Linked DNA regions of Rattus norvegicus: region 2 is linked to region 1. The links are chromatin contacts, called in public Hi-C maps. All regions are on one chromosome and are shown on one strand. Each heading gives the region's core, a stretch centred on a gene start, on an enhancer-like site or on the middle of the called end of the contact. The rest is flanking DNA. Distances are from core to core; before and after follow the strand shown.

What was found. A called contact is a pair of places that touch in the nucleus more often than the background predicts.
Region 2: a contact with region 1 is called in a Hi-C map of Schwann cells, with 6 times the contacts expected there. The contact joins the promoter of Pcdh7 here to the enhancer-like site in region 1. A contact is called at or near these places in 1 of 12 Hi-C or Micro-C datasets (Schwann cells) and 1 of 1 datasets of contacts at active chromatin or transcription factors (oligodendrocytes).

What each region holds. Positions count from the first base shown.
Region 1 is chr14:56,716,187-56,721,387 of GRCr8, forward strand. The region is part of intron 2 of Pcdh7 (protocadherin 7); the gene reads right to left. Among named protein-coding and RNA genes, the nearest start is that of Pcdh7, 390 kb to the right of the region's middle. Within about 2 kb of position 3,470, at least 1 of the 93 cell types and tissues checked has an H3K27ac peak or open chromatin away from gene starts, as enhancers often do. A contact at or near this core is called in Schwann cells, where this site is marked.
Region 2 is chr14:57,110,526-57,115,982 of GRCr8, forward strand. Pcdh7 (protocadherin 7) reads right to left here and starts at 2,997. Exons shown (of 3, transcript NM_001401429.1): 1 at 1-2,997. The coding sequence starts at 1,941.

The DNA of each region.
Region 1 (5,201 bases), core at 2,220-4,719:
TTGTGGGGCCAATGGTACTCTTAAGTGTGACATAAGTCTACCCTGCTCATCTCCACACTAGGCAAAGTGATGAAATCCTCACTGAGTTCCCAGTAGGCCTGCCAGAACTGAGGTTCTCGTGCAGTGAGCAGCCACGGATAGCTAGAAACACAACTCAGGATAAAATTGTAAATTCACTTACTTACAACATTTTAAGGTTTGCTTTGATATGTCTTACATATCATAGTGAGGTTCGTCAGATGTGGGCTTTTGCAACTGTAAAAGCTGGACACAGCTGCTTGTGTCTGGAGTCTTTCATGGTGTAATACCACAAGTTTCTATGAATGCTGGGCTACCTAGAACTAGCACTAACCGCTACCTAGAACAACCAAGAACTCCTATGAACAGTGTTTATGATTTTTTTTGTTTTTTTGTTTTGTTTTGTTTTGTTTTTACAACCAAGTTGAGTTCTGAAAAAACCACGAAGGTCTCATGCAATTCCAGAGAATTTTTCACTCCAAGGGAGTTAGATACAGAGGCACCTGAGTGAAAACAACAGAGATCAGGGGATGTCTCAAGATATTTGAAGCACAAGGCAAGGCTTTCTGGTGTAAGAAGCACATATCTTAGAGGATTTAGAGCTCCTAAGATAGTTTTTCTTTCCATTGGTCTGGTTAGATCTTACAGAAACCTCAATTAAGCCACTTGTAAAAAGAATTGTTTTTAAATTACACAGCTCCCAGAAACAGGAGGATGAGCTGTCACATCAGTGTGTTATCCTAGATTTCCTGTAAGTAGCTTTATCTAAAGAGAGGGGAGGGGCAGCAGTAAGCTACACTTATGGTATTTGAATTCAATGTTTTTTTTTCTCCCTTATCCAGTTTGTAAGAATATATAGAAACTCAGAGATAACAGATTTAACTTTTCAAAGAATATATTTAAAACTGATTTTTGGTTGTGTGAGATCCAATTATTTTAGTAAATTTCCTTTCTAGTTCAATATTACTACACCCAACAAGTCTCAACGTGGCTAGCTAAACAGAACTGGATCAAGGATGATATCAACGGACACGCTACTATGGAGGAGGGGAAGTCTTATGCTCTCTATCCCTAGACAAAAAATTATAGGCCATTAAAGAATGCTGAGAGTGGAAGAAATAATCTTCCCCAGGGTTTCTAGATTTGTTTATTCAATACTAAATGATAAGCCCTGGAATAACAACATATATGTAACATTATAGGAACTAAGAAGGTTGTATTTGTCTCCTTTAGGGATATATATATATATATATATATATATGTGTGTGTGTGTGTGTGTGTGTGTGTGTGTGTGTGTGTATGTATGTATGTATTCATAGCAGCTTTATTCATAATAGCTAGAATCTGAAAAAAGCAAATACCCATTAACCAAAGAATGGATACAGAACATGGAATACTATTCAGCTATTAAAAACAAGGATATCATGAATTTTGCAGGCAAATGGATGGAAGTAGAAAAATCACCCTGAGCAAGGTAACTAGATGTAAAAGGACATGTGTGTTATGTACTCACTTATAAGTGGATATTAGCCATAAAGTACAGGATCCCCAAGATACATTCCACAGACTCAAAGAAGCTAAGCTAGAAGGAAGTCCCAAGAAAAGATGCTTGAATTTCACTTTGAAGGGGAAATAAAATAGTCATGAGAGGGAGAGGGAGAAGGACCCGGAGACTGAGAGAGAGAACTGGTTGGAAAAGAGGATGCAGAGTGAAATAGGCGTTTCAGGATGGATCAGGTAAGGCAAGAGACAGGAGAGAGGACCAGAGGGCCAGGAGAATAAATGAATATCTGTAGCTGGCAGAAGTGGGGGTTGAGATACATCTCTAGAACATTCCAGAGACAAGGGATGGGGGAGGCTCCCAGGAGTCAATGGGAGTTACTGTACCTGAGATTCATAGCAGTGGTGACATGGAACCTAAAGAGGCCACCTCCTGTGGCCAGGCAGGAATAAGGCCCAGTGAAGGGATAAGGACATCAATGCTCCCACAAAATATATCCTGTCTACAAGAAAGGGAGAGACAAAGATAAAGCAGAGACTGAAGGAATGGCCAACAATAACAGGCCTAACCTGAGACCCATCCCCTGGGTAAGCTCCAATCCCTAACATTATTAATGATACTGTTATGCTTTCAAGCATGAGGCTAGCATAACAGTCCTTTGAGAGGCTCTAACCAGCAGAATGAAACAGATGCAGATATCCACAGCCAAACATTGGAGCTCAAGGAATCATGAACGAATTAGCGTAAAGACTGAGGGTCTGAAGAGGATAGGAACTCCACAGGAAGACCAACAAAGACAGCTAACCTTGACCCTTGGAGTTGCTAAGACACTGAATCATCAACCAAAGAGTACTCACAAGCTGGACCAGGACCCCTACACAAATGTAGCAGATGTGCAGCTCAGTCTTCATGTGGGTCCCCCAACAACTGGAGTGGGGCTATACCTAAAGCTGTTGCCTGTCTGTGGAAACAGTTCCCCTGACTGGGCTGCCTTGCCTGACATCAAGGAGAGAGTATGCCCCTAGCTCTGCAGAGACTTGTGCCAGAGTGAGCAGACACGCAGGGGGACCTCCACCTTCTCAAAGGAGAAGGGGAAAAGAGACTCAGTGAGGGAGAGATAGGAGGGGTCAACGATCCAGATGTAAAGTGTATAAATAATTAAGTTAATGGAAAAATTAAGATTCTTGAGAAAATTCAATTCTATTGTATATTCACATTCATAATTATTACGAAGGAAAGCATGTCATATTTTTTCTGATTTTCCTAGGTATTTTATTCATAAAAGTGAATTTATTACATTATATTGTTATTATTACTTACAGTAAAACTTTTGAAAAGCAAAAGACAGAAACAAACAGACAAAAACAGAATCCTAAGCATCCCATGTTACTAAATGAATGCAGTTTTTGTGAGGATATTTTTGTGTATATACTTGAGTTTGAGTTTAAGGAGAGCTTAGTAAATGACCTTATTAGCCACAAAAAATTAAGGCTAAATACAAAATATATTGAACCAGTCATGCTTAGTAGTTATAGCCATCATCCAATCAAATTGTGAACTTATTCTATCAGTTCTAGAAGAAAACTACTTTTTTGTTACCAGCAGAATATCTTGGAAGAAAACAGAATTACCCATAACAATGATGTAGTGTTGGTGATGTTAATACACTTTTTTAAAAGCATGATGAATAAAAAAAATCCACCAAATACGGTTTTCATGAGCTTCTTTGTGTTCTTGGTTTAATACATGGGATTCGATTAAATTCAAATGACACATAAAAACTTAATCTGTGATACACTGCTCACTTTGTACTGTTTCAAACTGTGTGTTTTGTTTTCTGTTTTGGTTGAATTTTCAGTGAATAAAAATGGAGAATGGAGGAAATGGGTCAGAACTGACAGCAAACCCGAATCAATGTTTCCCATGCCAATGAAGTAATGAAAACCCACTCTGTTCTTGCAGCAACAATGATGAATATAAATTGACAAAAGACTTTGACTGGTTACGGAGAGGAAGAGAATGAAGCATCCATTGCAAAAAAGAACATTTTCCTGCCTTCAGAGATAGCTTTGTGGACTGGCTGAATGAGGAAGCCATGTAACAATTCCTATGAAGAGAAGTCTGTAGAAGACAGCGCTCATGCAATTTTATTTGTTTTTTATTAAGTAATAGAAAATTCACATATTTTAATAATTGTGCATGTTCATCTCTCCTGCCACCTCCACAGTTTCCAGGGAAGATGTGTTTGAGGTAGCATATTTTGAGATAAACCCAGCTAAAATAGATACAATTTATTTTACATTTTAATGGTATTTCATGCCTATGTTTTGTAATACTAGAATAATATTTTAAATATAGGTAGATTTGTGTATTATGGAATAACAATTCTTAATTATTTCAAAGAGCATGCTAAATTTCTTCATTATCAAAACACTTATGTCATGATGGATTATGGGTGCTGTATACACCAATGATAGTATAAAAATTTATTACTCAGTCAAGATCACACAAAGAGATAGTTATCTACCAGCTGAATGGCAGCAATCATTGATAGTTAATTGAGTTAGATGATTTTTATTTTCTAGAAAAATTATTAGTTAGGCTGTTAAGAACTTGTAATATAATTTGGATTATAAGCTTAAGTAAGACAAGTACTTAACTTAAAATTTTAAATTCCATAGTGAGAGATTAAGAATTTTATTGATGGGGGTTGGGGATTTAGCTCAGTGGTAGAGCGCTTGCCTAGCAAGCGCAAGGCCCTGGGTTCAGTCCCCAGTTCCGTAAAAAAGAAAAAAAAAGAATTTTATTGATGGTTACAAAGAGTTGCCTACAACTTTCTAAAATCTTACAAATCTCATGAAGCTAAAAGCAAAACTTTGTATTTGTTTATACTACAAATGGGTAACTTATAAGATGTCCCATGCAAAATGCTTAGTTTTTACTTCTTCATTTTGTTGTCACAATGATAGTATATTTATATAAAAAAACAGAATTAACTAGGACATGATTGAGGAAATATTGTATTGGAATTTAATATATTTAACATATTTTACATGAATGTCACCAGAATTAAAATACAGCAAGTATATTTAGCTTTAATAATGCAATTATTTTAATGGTCTCTTACTATCAATGCCAATTTGAGAATACTTTCACTGTCCTCTTGCGTGATTTTTCACTCTGAAGAAGGAATGTCTGTGGACACTCCAGAGCTCACCTGGCTTACAAGCACTGCAGATAATGATGGGTAAGTAATGGGGTAAACAAAAATACAGACACCATTTGGAAAAATAAAGTATGATTTATGATGACTCAAAATTTTTTCCAATAAGCAATGTCTAGACACAAAGGTCAATATTAATATTAAATAGAAGAGTTGATATAATATAGAGCTTCTTGCTTAGAGAAATGACAATAGGAATACAAGGAGAGACTAAAGAAAGACCTAAAAAAATGAATCAGCTTTTATCAAAACAGGATTTGAGCAATTATTCTGAAATTCATGTAGTGTTCAGAATAACATTCTAGACAGTAAATCTGACTATTATCCCAAATAGCATAATTATCTCCTCTCTACTAAATACTCTATGCTCTTTTCAAAAAAGATGGGCAGAGGGACTAATTCTCCGTAGTTATGCAAATCTCTCCTAGAATGAACACTATCGGTAATAGCCATAGGTCA
Region 2 (5,457 bases), core at 1,747-4,246, 390 kb after region 1:
ATAAAAGGTAAAGACATCCTGCATAAACTTAGGGTCGTTGTCATTTTTATCAGCCACCTGTACAATCACCGTGGTGCTGCCTTGCAGCACAGGAATGCCTTTGTCTTTGGCATTAACTTTAAACTCATACCTGTCAGTCTGCTCCCGGTCCAATACTGTATTGACCAGGATGTCCCCAGAATCGGGATCGATGGCAAAGGTCCCCATCACTGAAGAGTCCAGCGAGTAGGCTATCTCTGCATTCTTCCCGCTGTCAGCGTCTGTCGCCAGCACCGTGGCTACCCTCTCCCCGGGAATGTTGTTTTCTGGAAAGTAAACCTCGACCACCGACTGGCCAAAGACAGGAGGGTTGTCGTTGGTGTCTCCCACCTTGACCACCAAGGAATTGTTGCTGGAGAGGCTGGGACTGCCGGAGTCCACAGCTACTATGACCACGTTAAACTCCCGGGTGGTCTCATAGTCCAGTGGGGCTGATGTGTGCAGGAAGTACTTTTTCTTGTTCTGATCTCCCTCGGTGTCGCTGGCTGGCTTAAGCTGAAAAGGCACATCTCCCACCACAGTACAGGTGACTACCCCGTTCTCGCCTTGGTCTCTGTCGGACACTTGTACCAGGGCGATGGGGGTGTCCACCAGGACGTCTTCGGCCACGTTGGCCACCCCGTCCTTAAGCGGAATGCGCCCTATCTTGCGGATTTCGATGGAGGGAACGTTGTCGTTCTCATCTTTGATATTGAGGACCACGGTGGCCTTATCGGTCTTGGGGGGCTGCCCGCGGTCACGGGCCATTACTGTGAATCTCAACTGATTCACTTCCTCGCGGTCGATACGGTGTAAGACACTGAGCCAGCCCGATGTTTCATCCAGACGCAGTAGCCGTCTCACCGACTCGGTGGCCGCCCCAAATACATACTCGATCTGTCCATTGACCCCTACGTCCAAATCGGTGGCGCGCAACTGTAGGATGGGGGTGCCGGGAGCGCTGTTCTCAGCCAGATCAGCCTCATACACGCTCTTCTCGAAGCGAGGGCTGTTGTCATTCACGTCGGTGATGAGCACCCGCAAGATGGCCTGAGAGGACCGAGGTGGGTCGCCCCCATCGCGCACTCGGAGGGTCAGTTCATAGGAATCTCTCTGCTCCCGGTCCAGCGCCCCCTTCACTATCAGCTGCGGTTGTTTCTCGCCGTCTGGAGTGTCCGCCACCTGCAGCTCGAACACACTGCTTCGACCACTTGGACCAGTCCCACCGCCACCCTCAGGCGCGTCCAGCCGCCGCTTGGATCCCCCAGAGCCGCCGCCGCTCCCGCTGTTCCCGCCGCCCCCTGGGTAGGGGGCGCTGTCCGCCGGCCCCAAGCGCCTTCCCTCGCCGCCGCCGCCACCACCCCCGGGCTCCTGGAGCAGCTCGTAGCGCTCGATGCCGTTGCGACCAAAGTCACGATCGGTGGCCGTGGGCAGCAGGTAGAGCGTGCCTACAGGTCGGTTCTCCTCCACCGTGAGCGTGAGCACCGGCGACGGGAAGGTGGGCGTGTTATCGTTGATGTCCAGCACGATGACCCGACCCTCAAACAGGTCCACCCAGCTCTGCGAGGGCCCTATCACCGACACCTCGAAGTCCAGGAAACATTCGTTCTCGTCGAAGATCATCTGACATTGGGGCAGCTTCTCTCGGTCGATGCGCCGCTCGCTGGTGCTCAGCTCGCCGGTGAGGTTGTCAATCTTCAGATACTCAGAGCCAGACTCAAGGCTGAAAGTCACCTCACCAGAACCGGTCACGATGCCCAGGTCCGAGGCCACATTGCCGATCCGCACGTCGGCGGGGCCCTCCTCAGCCAGCCGGTACCGGAGCAGCTGCTTGGCGGCAGCCAGGCTGAAGCAGAGCGGCAGAAGGAGACAACAGCCCAAGCACCAGCCGCGCGCCCATCCCGTGGTCCGCATCCTCAGCATCTTCTCTTGCTGCTGCTGCTACTGCTCCTTCTAACCACAACCCCCCTCGTCACCCCCCTCCTCCGGGGCTGGCCGCCTGCCCTCCCCTCGGTCCTCCTCTCCGGGAAAGGAAGAAATGAGAGGGAGGGGAGGGAGGGGGGCCAGAGTAGCGAGTAGAGTCCGCTGATGGGAGGGGGGTCAGCTATAGATGCTTCTTTTTTTTCTCCTTCTGCTTCTTCCGAAAGTTATTGTTTCATAATTCATGCAATGGGTGCTAATCGCCCGCTCGCCGGCCACCGTTTACTCGCAGTACTCACAGTTCACGGGACACTGCGCGCCACGGGCTTGGTGCCCCCACAAAGTCATCCCCTCAGCGGGAAGATCCTGAGATCCAGTCCCCAAGCCCTGGGAAGGGGCCGGAACCGCTTCGGCAAGAGGGCGGCGGAGTCTGGTAGCGGACTGGAGCAAACCTGCAGCCTTCCCCGCCTGACAGCCCTGCTAGTCCTTACTGCTACTCGAGTTAAGTCCAATTCACGTTCCAGCTACTCACTCTAGACCCAGGCTCTGTTTAGGCTCCGGAGGTCCAAACAAACGTGAGCCGCTTCCTGCTCCAGTCTCTGGGGCGAGCAACAAGCCAGTCTCAACTCTGACTCCTCTAAAGCAGCCGGGAAGCACTCAACATATCTTGAATGAAAAATTCCACGGCAGGTCGCTTCGGGCAAGGTGCAGCGAAGACGCCTGGCGTCACAGCTCGGTCCGCGACCGGGTGCTCTCGGCGCGCCAAGGAGCAGCCCGAGCCATCTTCAGAGACGCCCAGAGTCGGTCGCTTCTCACCCCGGAGAGCTCGGGTTTCTCTTTTTTCTTAACAACTCTGCGCAAGGTCATTAGTCACGAAGCCGCCGCCTGAAACCGCAGCAACCATTCGCCCGCGGGGGCGAGAGCCGAACCGTGCGCACCGCGCGGTGCCCAAGTTTGGATTCTCAGCCGCAGAGTCCGTGCCTTCCCTCACCTGCATTCGGCCCGCGGGTTGGAGCAGTGGGATCTGCAGCGCTGTGCGCGATTCAGGGAGGAGATTGCAGCCTCTCTCTCCCCGCTCTCTCTCGATCCCTCCCCTCCCTCCCTCCTTTTTTTCTCTCCTCCCTCCTCTTCGCTCTCCTCCCTCCTCTCCTTTCCCCTTTCCCCCCTCTCTCACTCTCTCTCCAGCACAGTCTCTCAGCTTCTTCCAGTCTCAATGCGGGGAACTCGAGCTGAACTTGATCCCTTTGCAGTTCAAAGGTGAGCAAGCCTGGCTCTGTGCATCTGCGACATTGGCCCGGTGAAAGCTCACGACCAGGCACTCCTAACGGCAATTAACAAAGATGCCCAATTCTGTCCGGATTTCCAAAGAAAAGCCAAAGGCACTGAGGCGGGGGTGGAGGGGGAGGTGGAGTCAAACAGAGCTGCCAAGTAGCTTAAAAAAAAAAATCTAGTTTGCCAAAGGGAGAAAAAGTGCCAGTCGGCTGTTGTCTCGGAAGTGCCCTGGCGCGGCGGGTGAATTCCGCAGTTGTCTCGTCCGCTTTCGCGTCTAGCAGAGTCTGGTGAGCGCGCTCCCGCCGCCTCTCCGGCTGTGGGTGTTCCGAGACACTGAATCGCTACGGGGAAGCTTCTACTCTCCCTACCCCCTAGCCGGAAACCCGCAAGTTTGCATAAAGTGGCGGTTGCTGCGGAAAGCCCGCGGGCTCTGGACTCAGACTTGTCCCCGACGCTGCAGCGGCGGCGGCGGAATCCGAAACTACACAGTTGCGGAGAACCAGGGAGGACGGCCCAGGGAAGGGAGGCGGGAGGAAGTACCAGCCAGCCGCCGCGCTCGTGGAAGCCAGACTTCGGTTCCTGGGGGCGACTGAGGACTGCCCAATCTCAGCCCCTAGAAGCTAAGCCAAAGTCTAGTCTCCTTGGGCAGTTTGGGGTGGGGGTGGAGATGATTATTTTCCCCATCTAGGGCTGGTAGATTTCCTCCTTGACTAAACCCAGCTGCGTGGGTAAGAGCTGAAGTGAGGGTGTTAGTATACCTTCCTCCCACGTCCACCTACAGACGATGCCCCCTCCGCCTCAACTCCCACCCGCAACGTGTGTTCGTTTCGCAATTTAGCATCTGGGTTAGTGAATTGCTACTGGTAGGCTGAGGACGAGGTCTGAGTTCCGAAAGCCAAGCTTGTGTTCTGCAAAACGGTGACGGGCTGCAGTAGTGAAGAGAGATCATCAAACTCCAGTGAGAGCCAGAGAGGTTCCTTTTTTGGAGCACTGACTTTGGAGGTCTGGGTTGGGGAGGGGAGAATGCCTGCCTTTGTTTAAATGCTTGGAATTCCTGTCATCCGGCTCTCACTGGGGATAGACCGTGTGTGCACGCGCCTGGGGAATAAAACACATGCTAGAAGCCTGGATATTATTTTCTGAGCAGAGCCTGCAGCTTTTAGTAACTGGCAAAGTGTAGCGTCACCTATCTGGATATAAGGGAAATAAACTTTAATGGCAACTTTGTGTACCGAGTGTGCCTAACGTCTTTTCTCTCCTTTTGACTTTGTGCCTCGTGATGCTCCCTGCCATTCCCTGGCTTGAGGCTTCCCCGGTTCTCAGTCATGACCATCTCAGTCAGATCTCAGGGCTGATGGTGTTTTAGAATAGAAGCCCACTTCTTATTTATTTCACACAGTCGAAGGAAAGACACTCTACTGAAAGATTAAGAAAGACGAAGGTAGTAGGTTGTATTGGGGGTAGCATCCTTTCTATCTCGAAGAATGTTGCTGGGAATTTAAGGGCCCCTTTAAAGACAAATTTACATCCCCGGGTCCAATACTCAGAGAATCAATTTTACTCTTTGTGAAACCAGAGTGAGGAGGCAGAATGATTTAAATAAGTCAAATACCAATAAAGTCTAGGAGCAAAGGAAGCGCGCGGTTGTTTGGAGGAGCTCAGCGAAAAGGAGTGTGTTTGGGGGCGGGGGTGGGGGAGCGGCAGTGGTTTCCAAGCTCTCCCGGGAGGGGCGGGGGTGGAAGCACAGAGGACGCTGCCATGAGTAGTATGTGCCAGGAGCTGGCGAATATTTTCCTGTCCCATAAAGCAGCATCTTTCCGGGAGGAGTGGCTCCTCCTTCTCCTCGGATAGAACGGCCTTCCCCGTAACCCTCCGGCCGCTGCCGCCAGAGCTCTCAGCTCTGTATCTGCAGCATCAGCGAGAAAAGCCTGGCGCGCAGGCTCAGTGCGCACCGCCGCAGTCTGCAGGAGGGGGCTGGCGCCGCAGCGCCTCAGCGGCCGACGAAGTGGCCGTAACGCGATGTCCCCCTTACATTTGGAAGAATAGAGGTTTATCTGACTGCCTGCTTTCTCCCGATCCAGACTGGAATGGGAAGGGGGACATCACCTCCACTGCGAGGCTTTGCACTGTGCATTCCGATGCGTGGCGGTGTGGCACACTGCACTCACTCCACTCGTTGCCTTACTAGAATTTTGCAAACTTCAGGCAATCGCGTGGGCAGAAAGACATTATGCACTACCTCTTCCC